Regions from separate parts of the Zea mays genome. Here region 1 is linked to region 2. Evidence: chromatin contacts called from public Hi-C data. All regions are on one chromosome and are shown on one strand. The core of a region is the stretch at or near the end of the contact, and the rest is flanking DNA. Distances in the headings are between cores, read along the strand shown. Region 1 holds the start of LOC100174971. Region 2 holds the start of LOC100192808.

Evidence for each region. A called contact is a pair of places that touch in the nucleus more often than the background predicts.
Region 1: a contact with region 2 is called in a Hi-C map of tassel, with 2.5 times the contacts expected there. The contact joins the promoter of LOC100174971 here to the promoter of LOC100192808 in region 2. A contact is called at or near these places in 2 of 25 Hi-C or Micro-C datasets (ear and tassel).

Annotation. Positions count from the first base shown.
Region 1 is chr1:68,555,650-68,561,459 of Zm-B73-REFERENCE-NAM-5.0, reverse strand. It overlaps LOC100174971, which reads right to left and starts at 2,008. Exons shown (of 7, transcript NM_001134282.1): 1 at 1,822-2,008; 2 at 1,392-1,534; 3 at 1,151-1,291; 4 at 610-718; 5 at 229-290. The coding sequence starts at 1,484.
Region 2 is chr1:67,939,446-67,946,051 of Zm-B73-REFERENCE-NAM-5.0, reverse strand. LOC100192808 reads right to left here and starts at 3,898. Exons shown (of 5, transcript NM_001138001.2): 1 at 3,683-3,898; 2 at 1,231-1,494; 3 at 1,057-1,139; 4 at 885-966. The coding sequence starts at 3,718.

The sequences.
Region 1 (5,810 bases), core at 759-3,258, 620 kb before region 2:
CATCTGTACATCACAATTGGCCAAACTACATCTGGTATTCAACCTCGCAATGGCGCATAGGCGCTTTGCAACGTAGGAATTTAGATTTGTATGCCTCACAGCATGGGCACATGACAAAAACAAAATCTTTATTTTACTACGATGGCAACTTTATTGTAAGCACTGAATCTTTCAATCATAATTATGTACTGTGGTACAAAATATAGAAAGTGGAAGTAAACCCTTCACCTGTTTGTTTGCAACTATCAAGAGTGGTGCTCCTCTCAGATGTTCATGGCGAATAACCTTCTCTGAAGTAAGAAATTTAGGTTAGGTTCTCTAGCTAGAATGAGTTCTCATCCCATTTACCAGAGAGGCAATGCATCTTCTCGGAAGATCTAGCAATAGAAACAAACCAGTACTCCCTTGTTCCAAGTTATAAGACAATGTTTTAGCTTTTTAAGATATAATGTTTTAACTATGTACCAGGACATTTTATATATATATATATATATATATAAATAATATTTAAGTCCATAGCAAAATTTATTTATCTAGAAAAAAGGCCAAAATGTCTTATAATTTGGAATGGAGGGAGTAGTTTATAATTAACACAAATAAGAACCTTACCCAGAGCAGATTTGGAATCTTCAAATGACGATGCTGTGGCAGCGTCAATAACGTACATTATGGCATGGGCCTCTTCATAGTATTTCTCCCAGATTGTTCGTAGGCTAACCTGCCAAGCAGGCAAGTGTGTAAGAAATACTGAACTTGGCATGGAAGCTTAATTATCATACTAGCAAGCAGTGATACTGAAGTTAGTTTTACACTAATTCTTATAACATAGCAGAGAAGCTGATGCTGTTCTACTAGTAAACAATTCTATTGAGTACTGTGAATGTTAGCCAACAGAGCATATCTTTGCTTTCTGAAAATTCTATTGAGCATTCCATATAACTAGATTATATATATTCTGCTGGAACGCAAAAAGATGCTAGGTTAATAACTAAAGCAACCACATCCTAGTAATTTGAATTTATGACATGTATTTCCCAGGCATTAGAAACCCTGATATAGCACCAAACTGACAAGACTCAAATATCAACGATCGTAGGGTGGTGCCACGGCAACAGAAGGCTCACTTTACTACGTACGTAAACGTTCTTACCTGACCACCTAGATCCCAGAAAACAAGTTTTGCCTTTGCGTCTTCGATGCGGCCAATGTTGAGCCCAACTGTTGGAACGACACGGTCAGGCGGAAGTCCTTCCCCCTTGAGATATATCGATTTCAACTTCTCCAGCAAAGTCTATGGCAACGGTTCCAGAAACATCGTGTACAGGTAAGTATCATCAATTTCTAGTTCAGAAAGGGAAATATATATATGAAGGCTGGGAGCTAGCAGCTACCGTCTTGCCAGCTCTGTCAACACCAAGAATCAGAACACGGAACTCGTCCTTGGCGAACACATACTTCCACAGGCCATAGAACAAGGAGAACATTTCCGCTTATATATACATCCGGAGATAAGCAACCGCCAGCACGTTACGTCCTGAAAAACGAATCATACGTTACAAACATTTTCTCCGATCAGTAACAGTACGCAGCCAAAAGCATGTACGCCCCAAATTGCCAGACGCAAAACTAGAACCATCCTCATAGTACAGGGCCGCAGCATGATGGGCAGCATTTCAACCTGCGGGGGCGCCCAATCCACAACGAAATGGTATCGACCGAGTAAAAATAAGGGGAGAGGATATAACTTAACTGAACCATCGGGCGGGAGAGTACAACTACAGACTACAGAGGGGAGAGGATGTTGAGATCTAGATAGCTCACCGGAGCGCCCGAAGACTCCTTGATCGCGCCGCTTCAGACGACACCACCCGCTCCCGTGTGGACTGGAGCGCGGGAGGCTGAGGGCGGGTTTTGAGCCGCGCGGCGGTGGGAGCGCGCCCACCGGAGTTAGGAACTGGGGCACTCGCCTCGCCAGTCGCCACACGGCTTGGGTTCGGTTGACTCGATGGGCGTCACGGTGGGCGACTTGGAATTGGAACCCACGCAGGAGCAGGACCCGTGGGGCCATGATCGATGGGTCCTGCAGGATTCTGGGACGGGAGGCCCTACCGCTCAGTGAGGTTATCGTACTGCCAGTGGGAATTCGTGATGTGACTGTACCAGTGGTTGACCCGGAAGGAAGGCACTGGCTGGCAGGAGGGCTTTGCCATTAATAAAAACATAAATTATTGCATCTGACAAGTTTAGTGGAGAGCTAACGGTGCCAAATGTTGCGCTTGCCTTTCTACCTGCAGTCAGTCCTATTCAGCCCAGCTCATTTAGCCCGGTCTCGGACTCTCGGCCCACATGGCAGCCCATACCATGACACTCTCCACCTCTCGAAATGTCAGCCCATACCATGACATTCACTTAAGGGGTGTTTGAATGCACTAGAGCTAATAGTTAGTAGCTAAAATTAGTTGAGACATCCAAACACTTTAGTTAATAGTTCAACTATTAGCTATTTTTGGTAAATTAGTTAATAGTTAGATAGTTATTTGTTAGCTAGCTAATTCCACTACCAATTTTTAGCCAACTAACTATTAGTTCTAGTGCATTCAAACACCCCCTTAGCCTGGTCTTAACAGAGTAGAAGAGATGTCAGCACCGACAACCTGAAACCTTTGCTACTCAAGTGCAATTGATGGACAAGTGCTTTCCTTGTTCTTCGGGTTTACCCATGGACCCAGTATGCACTCCAGAAATGGAAAAGTCAAACTCTTCGTCAACCACTAAAGTTAGTTGCTCATGTTGTGTTGCACCTTCTGAGTATGGCCGACAAGTATTCCACCGTCTCCAGAACAAATGTTCACTGCAGCTGTGGTTGGTACCACCATAGAATGGAAAATCCACCACTCGGTTTGGACATCCTATCTATAATCATCCTTGTAAAGCTATAACCATCCTCATCCCGATACTCGTACTCATCATAGGTATAAGATTCATCTCATACCTATCACCATTCGGGTATCGGGTTTCCAATGGGTCCTTATCCTCGATAAAAAAATTATTATCACATTATATTTTATATGACATTACTAGCTACACGACACCCAACGACAATACATTACCAATAAATCTGACATGTAATAAGGACAACATTGTTTAACCATACAAAACAATAAAAACAAAGTGACACGTTGCCTGGTGGGCGGGGCGGCTGGTGGCTGGCCGCCTAGGTTGGGTGGATGAGTGCTTAAAAGGGTTGGGAGAGGTAGGATTAGTTGTTGTGCTTATTGCCTATATTGAGATGCACACCTATTTTTTTGGGTGAATATTATCTATAGATAATCCAGTTTGGATTCTACTTTCTGAGAGCACCTAGAGAGGAGGTTAGTGTAACTCTAAACTCAAACTTAGTCCAAAGTTAGGAGGTTAGTGTAACTCTAAACCAAGTTCAAGAGAGAAGAAGAGAGAAAAGTCATTTTCACTTGATTGCTCTTTCAAGATGTAAATTAGACTAAGAGCAATATTACAAATGAATTTGGAGAACTTAGAAAGAAAGAAAATCGCAAGAAAGTAAATGAACAAGTAACACACACGATTTTATCTCGTGGTTTGGCCAAGCCTGAAATGCTTGCCTACATCCACGTTGTGGTATCCTCTTAGACAAGGGTTGCTTTCAACCCTCTCAATTGATCCAAAGATCGAACTTGAGTGACAAGGTCTTCCTTATATCAATAATATCCTCTCGCAAGGAATCTCCACAAATTGGAGTCTATTGCAGCCAGTGGCGGACCTAGGATTTTTGTATAGGGTGTGCCGCAACAAAATTAAAATGACGATCTCTATCTCCAATTTTCCTATTTGGGAATTCATGTGCATATGGTTGAAATGGACCTCTAATAATAATAATATATGCTCTTCCAATTGCATCATGATCATTAGCATGGTAGCTTGCAATAGGTTGTCTTTCACTTAGATCATGTGGAAGACGGCTGACATCATAAAGTGTTGGCGGTGGCGGTGCAGATGGCATTGGATTCACAATTTCTTCATTTATCCTCTCTTCCTCTTGTTTTTAGGTGTCGACACAATAAACTTATGTTTCTTTGCAGCATGATTGGAAAAAAAGAGTCAATATCTCCCTGCTTCTTCATATTTTAGTCACTATAAAAATAATGATAGTGAATCAGCCGAGAGGCGCGATGTTCATGCGCACCTGTACGCGGGGAAGGGCACCTCCGCGCGAGCGTTACTGAGCGCAGGCAGTAGGCGTTCCATGCAAGCCTTGCAGGATGCCGTTACAAGATGTGGTTGCTTGAAGACCACGCAAGATGTGTTGCAGACTTGCAGCCTTTGCAGGACCGGAGGGGCGAAGGCTCTAGAGCCGACCGAGCAGGCGTCCAGACGAGCAAGATGCCAAGATGCTGTTGCAGCCTTGCAGGACGCCGGTGGCCATACACCAGCCGCTAGGAACTGAGGAACAGCCGTGCACAGCGCACTCGCCAGGAACTGGGAAGAGGAAGCCGATTAGCCGAACGCTCGGGAGAACCAGAGAAGTTGGAACGTCAGACGTCGGCTGAACGGGCGAACGGGATGGCCGGGTGGGGTCCCCGGTGGGCCTGGCTTAGGGTGTGCTAGGGCCCACCCGGACCCCCCTATGGGTCCACCCCTGCTTGCAGCTGTACACAAGATCAGAGTTGCAACTTTAGCACAATAAAGGAGAGAAAGTACACACAAGAGCCAAAACCAGCAACACAACACGAAAGAGAAGATCTCAAGAGCGCAATCTCGCTAGAATCACACAAATGTGTTGTGGCAGAGTATAGAAGTGTAGAGAAGCCCTAAGTATGCTTATGTGCTGAAGAGGTGTGCCATGGGTTCCTTTTATAGCCCCGAAAGGCCCATAGCAGTTGCCCCTTTCGTTTAAAAAGATGTAGAAATCCAGTCTTCTGCGGGGACACTAGACCGGTCCGGTGCACCACTGGACCGAGTCCATGTGCCCTGAGTTTGAGATGTGATTGGATGGTTTCCATAGCTAACAGGAACCGGACCGGTCCGGTGCACCTCTATACTGGGACGCATAATAGTCGTTGGCCAGCGCACGTGCCCGCGAAGTAGCCATTGGAGGACGGTACGGCGTGCCACCGGACCATGAAAAGTGAAGGCCCGATGAATTATAAATTATAATTCTCAAGAGTTCACTGTTCAGCCATACAAGCGGTCCAGTACGCCAGGCCACCAGAACTCTTAAGTCTCGGGCTCCTGTGGACTCGGTCCGGTGTGCCACCAAACCGGTCCAGTGAGGCCTAGGATATCCCAACTTAGGCTCTTTTGAGCCAATCTTCTCCAATTCTTTTTGGTTGTCCTTGGGAGCTTCCCTACGACTTAGACATAATTAGCACATAATCCAATTGACTAAGTGTGAGAAACTCACCTCTTTCACAAATCTTCAATAGAGTTCCTGAATTGGCTCAAACCAAGTCCAAAATGCACTTTTTGCTACAAAAGGAGTTAGAGACCAAATGCAAATGCTAGAAACATTGTAATAGGCCTATGCAACATGTCTAAGGGTCCAAACCTCACATATTTACTATTTACTCCCATTTGCATTTCCAAGCCCCTTGTTTCAGCTCTTTTGGACTTGAAACCTTCAAATTGCCTTCAAGTGGACTTGTGCTCATGCTCATATCTCACTAAACATGTACATCATTACAATTGGAATTTTGAGGTCCAGAGATGACATTCTATAACTTTTTTTTCGAATATGCAGGAGAGCTGCATATCATTATATTTAAGAAGAAGAAAAAAGTCGGGTCGAAGCCCTT
Region 2 (6,606 bases), core at 2,649-5,148:
ATATGGAATGGGACATTACTCACTATGCTAATGCTGTAGTACTGTGAACCATCATTTCACTTCAATAAGACCAATAAGTGCAGATATTGGGCTGAAGCTCCACATTAATTAACCCATATTATTCACAACTTGAACAAATTTATATACAGCTATGAACAATATCGGTTTCCATTCGCTAGACAAACATATTAAACACTTGAATCTCGGTTAACCAGCTATGTTCAGGTGGTTAACCATTTCACTGAAAAAATATTATATCTATTTCACCAACTACTGGGTACAAGTTATGAACCAAGACTACACATTTTTTTACATAACTACACTCATGGTTATTAAAGAGAGAATTAATAACCAAAGCACTACAGGATCAGGTTTATTATGCTCCTAAGATTATATGACTGGTCCCTTTGGAACCTTTGCCTAGTCTTGACAATGCGAAAACAGAAAGCTTGCAAGTAAGGCGAGCCCTGAAAGCTAAAAAAGCCATGTCCACCTGAGCACACATGGACATGGATTTTTTAGCTTTCAGGGCTCGCCTTACTAGCAAGTCCTTGCACATATAGGCAAAAAAAACATTCAGGACCCTCCGTGACTTCGCTAGACAAGGACAAGGTGAAGCAACACATCCAACCATTTATAACTCTACAAAATCCAAACATATCCTAAAGTTCAAGTATTTTATCTGGGTAAAGTACAGTAATAGTGCTAGACAGCTAAAACATCGTTATTCTTTTTAAAGAACAGTGCTGCTGTAAAGTGAATGCTTAATTGCGTATCAACTCGAAATGCATAATTCACATGCCTCAGAAAGTTTTTTCTAATCTCAACACTATAACAAGCAACAAGGACAGAATGTAAATCTGATGAAACCAATAAATACATACCCATTCACCTGGGCACAGGGATCGATAGTACTTGGCGAACTTATCACACTCAGGTGCATCCTCACCTTTTGCAGCCACACACCTGATTAATTAACCACAGTTATTGAGAAGACTTACCACGATGATCCTTATCTATCTCGACTTTATGAAATATCAGAATGATAAACCCTACCTGTGATATTCAACATAGCGTGTGAAACAATGCCTTGTTTGGTTTGTTGTTGGGAAACGAAAATCTGCTGGAGCTGTTTCGATCTGTATATTGAAATTTAAAAGCATTTAGCATCTATTAACATGAAATTACCAAGTGATATCACCATCAGTATATTTTTTGGCAGCAACAAACCTTGATCTCAGGTTTCTCAGCCTCTTCCTCCTCGGTAGTCTCACTTGCTTCCTCTACAGCAGGTGTTTCCTCTGCAGCAGTGTTAGTTTCTTCTGCCTCTGGATTTTCAGCAGCATCTTGTACTTCAGAAGTTCCATTCTTGTCTTCTACAGATGGAGGAGTTTCATCATTGGTTGAGGGAGCAGCTTCAGACTCAGTACCACTAGAGGGCTTCTCCTCAGCTGCCTTTTCCACTGGAACTTCCTGTGGTGGAAGTGAATACTCCTACAAATGAAGCATGGGTTCAATAACACTAATCATGGATCATAAAATGGAAATAAAAGCGCAAATCAAAGAGGAATGAGCTTTCAGAAGAACTAGTGTATTATTCATCACATACAACTAGTGAAGTTTAATGCAAGCAATTAACATCAAAGGAGATCAACTTTTGCATTTAAGATCTAACATGAAAGTAAGCAAGCCAGTATGCATATGCAGACCCAATGACAGAGGCTATCACATGAGTAGGATCTGGGGAAGCCAGTATGCATATGCAACTTTGAGAAATGAACCTTATGACACATATGTAGCCATGACGGTGTAATACACTTGGGATTCCTTACAAATTCTTGCAGGCCATAGACGACGAAATTGTTGTAAGTGAAAAACTTAAAACTGTATTCAAGAAGGGAGCACATGTAGAAGCCTTAATAACCTTAAACTGTATTAAACAGCCAAGTCCAATTTAATATTGACTAAACTGTCCCAACTCATATACAACTAGTGCAGTGTAGCAATTACCAAGCAACAAGTACATGAACCCATATAACCAGCCCCATCAGATTAAAATATATAACAACACAACCAACTTCAACATAGGAGACCAATTTTACATGTGCACTCAAAAGTTCCATACAAAGATTGCAAGTATGAGCACACCCAGACACTATGATCCGGTAAACATTAGACAGCAACAGATGAAAATAAGAATAGATAAACGATGTTCGATGCTGGTCACATAAAGAAAATGGTGAATATGCATGAGAACATTCTTGTAAAGAAAAGTTCCAAAAAAAATGGGCCACCTATGTGATTACCACCTAATCTAACCAATTAGAACCTGCCCTAGGGCTTTCTAAAACACATACAAAAATTAATAGACCTGACAGGTACTGTTCATAGTTAAAAAATGCACACTGTCGTTTCTACTAAAAAAACTGAGCCTTTGAGCAAACTACGAAAAAACTATACAGGAATTTATCTTCTCTATAGAAATTCCAATTCACACGCAAAACAGACCATATACTTAAACCACCTACATCATATTCGATTCTCCTAACAGCTAGTGAAGATCTATTTTGTGATTCTCACTCCAGATCATCTATAGGATTAAACTAACATTGTCTAAAGCAACTATTAAGAACAATCCTATCCATTTACAAAAAATGTCAATTTTGACTCTACTATTCAAACTTTGACCAGGTTTCTTATGCTCATGCAAATTGTTACAAGTATAATCCTTCGTCATGATTCCAGTACATCTTTTCACAGCTTTAGATAACTATAAATTTGAAACTTATGAACAGACAGTTTGAACAGTAAAAGTCAAAGTTAATAGATATATGCAAAGGAGGAGAGAACCACTCATAATTTTAATAACATTCAGAAGAATTCGAACACCAAGTGGTCAATACTTATCTACAAAAATTCTAGAAATCAAAATCAATAATTATAAATTTTATATAAACTAGACATTTTGAAAGAATCAGGTAGAAAGACCATGTCCTTTGTAAAAGACTAAAAGGAAAGATATTAGCATAATGGCACTATCCTTTCCTTACAAAGAACATATCTAGCACTAAAAATTATGTCCAAGAATATCTAATCACAGAAAAAGTCCTTGACTATTTTGATATTACAGGGCTCATAGCAAAAAATAGTGTTGCATAACCAGAAATCCTTATAGCCCGTCAGCGTTGACGGCTTTCATCCTAAAATCTACACGACCCTCAGAATCTCATACGCGTTTAGGCACCAAACTTGCACGAGAGACTAAGCGCCACCACCGCCTACAGCATAACACAAACTTTAAATCTATCAGCATTCCACAAGGACCTAATTAACAGGTAATTCGACTACCTCCAAACAAAATCGAAACTAGCGGCAGGTAACTTTATGTTCTTCGTCCACCCAAAACCCTTAACACTACGCTTACAGGTCCCTGAATCCCACGAAATTATCGGCCAACCAAATCGACCGCTCGGCATTTACGAATCAGCAGCGGCAGATAAACGTTCCTTGCTACCAGACACGAATCCGGACGCTGAGCATAACCCAATCCTGCACGGGCCATCGGAGAAGCGCAGATCTGGGGGCGCCCGCTAGATCCGTCCCCATGGGGTCGCCAAGTCCAGATCGGGTGGTGTGGGAACCAGATGAGATGATGGGCTAGAAGAGTCGGTGTGCTGCGTACCTCGGCGAGGGACGGCGTCTTGCCTTCCGCGGCCATGGGCGCAGCAGCAGCAGCCTCGAAGCTTCTACAAGGGGCGGCTGCGACAGTGAAGGAGAAGAGTGGAGGAGACAGCTCGCAACTCGGGCTTCGGAGCAATAGAAAAGGGAGGGCGAGGGCTAGGGGCCAGTGGCCAATGGGCACCCGATACGCGTTAAGCCGAGTTTAGACATGTTTGAGAGTGATCCGCTTCCACAATTTTATATTTATTTTAGCTTTTTCTGTCAATCAGGTCTAGCTTCACGATCTCTACCTTTAAAAAAAATTAAAACTAGAGGTCAGTTTTATAAAAAAAATACACTATTTTCATATCTCCCCGTGAAGTTGCACAAAAATTACCTATCATATCATTGATTACAAGATCTTACCGATTCATGTCGGTGAGATCTTAGAGGACGGGTTTGTCTTCCCGTAGCTTATGCTTTCGTCGATCGAACGAGCAGGAGTTAGAGACTATGAGGTTGCGTGAGGAGATGAGACATCAACAAGAATTTATTAAGGTTTGCAATGCACATAACCAAACGATGTATCGAGTAAATATAGATAATATGAACTCTAAATTCTTATATTTCAATCCAACATCTTCAATAGTAACACATATGTTTAACAATTAATGCAACAACAGGGCATAATACCAAACATTCCACCGCCGCCACAATGGAGCCAATTTGCATCCATACCAACTCTGGTACGTTAATCTTAGCAAATTCTCTTAATGATGTTATCTAAACTACCATTTCATCTAGTTAGTGTAGTAGCAAAACATGAACTGTATCTAAACTTAATCAAATATTCATTAAACATGGACCGAGGACTCAACAGTTCAACACCCCTCCGACACATATACATGCACTTGGAGACATGGTACGTTTGATAACTCTCGATAATTGTATACACTTGTATACTTAGCTTGTTAATATTTACATTTAACTTGTTCATATTTGCATCTTGCATAGGTTACGCCTGAAGCGGGCGAAAGTGGGTCTGAACCCATAGAAACTGGATTTGTTGAGTCCCTCTTCGCGTACCCTCCTGGTGGTGGCAGCGGCCAAAATTCTAACCATCCGAGTGGTGGTTATCTCTGAGTACAGTGTTTGGTCGTCTTTATTTCTTAACTCGAGTGGGGTTTCCCTCGGTAGGTTAAACCAAACTTTGTGCGCTATGTGTTTTCGTGAACTAAATGTTGGGGCGAAGGCAAAGACGCTACCCTTTGCTCGATGCCTTCGTCGCCTCGCTTCACCAACGATGCCAAAAGACGCCGGTCCGATGAGGACTTCGCGACTGGACTTCGCGGACGCCCTTCGCCCTTCTCCATTGCAAGACGAAGGCAAGACTCCGACGATGTCTGCTAGTCTCACGTCCTCATCGGGTCCGGAAGCCCAAGTGGGATTCGGCCCACTGTAACGGGCCCCGCAGGGATAAACATGTTGCAGACCTCATCTGTAATAGCCTTTTCTGTAATGACGGTCTGTAACCTCCCCTCGGGGGAATATTCTGATGATACTCTAGGTTCCCGAGGGCATAAACGTCCTTGTTTGAGGGCGGTAGGCACTCGGGCACCTATAAATACCCTCGTACAGTACCCTTGAGGGGACAGATTAACAGAGCTATTGACATTCTCCGTTGAATTTTGCAAACACTCTCCACTTCCCCGTTGGATCCTCTTGCTTGGAAGAGCGAGTACCAACACTAATTCCCATGAACCAGTCGTTGCGGACGGGAATTAACGTATTAATTTTTATGGGCCAAGCCAAGTCGACGAGAATTAGTTAATCCCTGTAGCTGTCATATAGCTGACGAGAATTAAGTAATTTCTATCAGCAATTAACGAGAATTAACTAAACCCAATCAGTAATTTCCGTCAGTATATCGGTGCTTGGCTGACGGAATTAACTGAATTGTTGTTGTGCATGAACGGGAGATGAGGAGAGGAAGACATGGACGAGAGGGAGCCTGTCGTGGCGGCGCTGGAGCAGGTATTAGCAGGTTCACGCCACGGGAGAGAAGGTCGTGTCTCATGAGGGAAGGGGAACTACTGTACAGAGCCTGGATGGTTATCAGATATTCAAGGTAGCAGTCTTAATTTTGAAACAAACCGAAAAGGACGACGTCTCGGATCCTATAATTGAGATATTAACTCCGGACCAGACGAGTAGGCGACCTGCTAACCTCTGCTCCGCTCCATTCCCACAACCCGGGGCCCCAGACGCCCAATTCCACCTGGTAGTAGGGTTGAAAACGGATGGAAAAAATCCCGTCCCGACCCGTACCGTTTTCTACATTTGACCCGACCGTTTCCGTATTTACGGAAAAATATGGAAACGGGACGGAAACGGGAGAGGACTTATTCCGTCCGTTTTTGCGGGATCCCGTTTTTCCGGATTGAACCCGTATTTATTCCGTATTTGATGAATATGGGACGAGCCTAATATACATTAGTATATGAATTAAATCCTCGTGTATTTAGGTGACAAATTATAGCACAATTGGCCACTGTAACCACCTGCTCTTTTCAAATGACAAGTGATCTAAAGTCTTAAACAACATCAGATGTAGCTAAATGTACACATTTAGCAACCAAACAACAATAGAATGTTGCCTCTCTATATCTATTTGTTTTATGTTATTGTTCTGACAATCAATCACTAGTGAAACATCAATAATATTTCTATTTGTATTAAATTATGAGTTTCCGTTAATATTTCCGTTCCGTTCGTTTTCGCAATTCCGTTTATCCCGCTCCCGTTTCCGTTCCCGACTATTCCGGACCTGATCCCGTTTCCGATGATAAAATGCGGATACGGAAACGGGAGAAGGGGTTTTCCGTTCGTTTCCGTCCGTTTTCATCCCTACCTGGTAGATCTGGAACTCGATCGTTGGTGTCATAT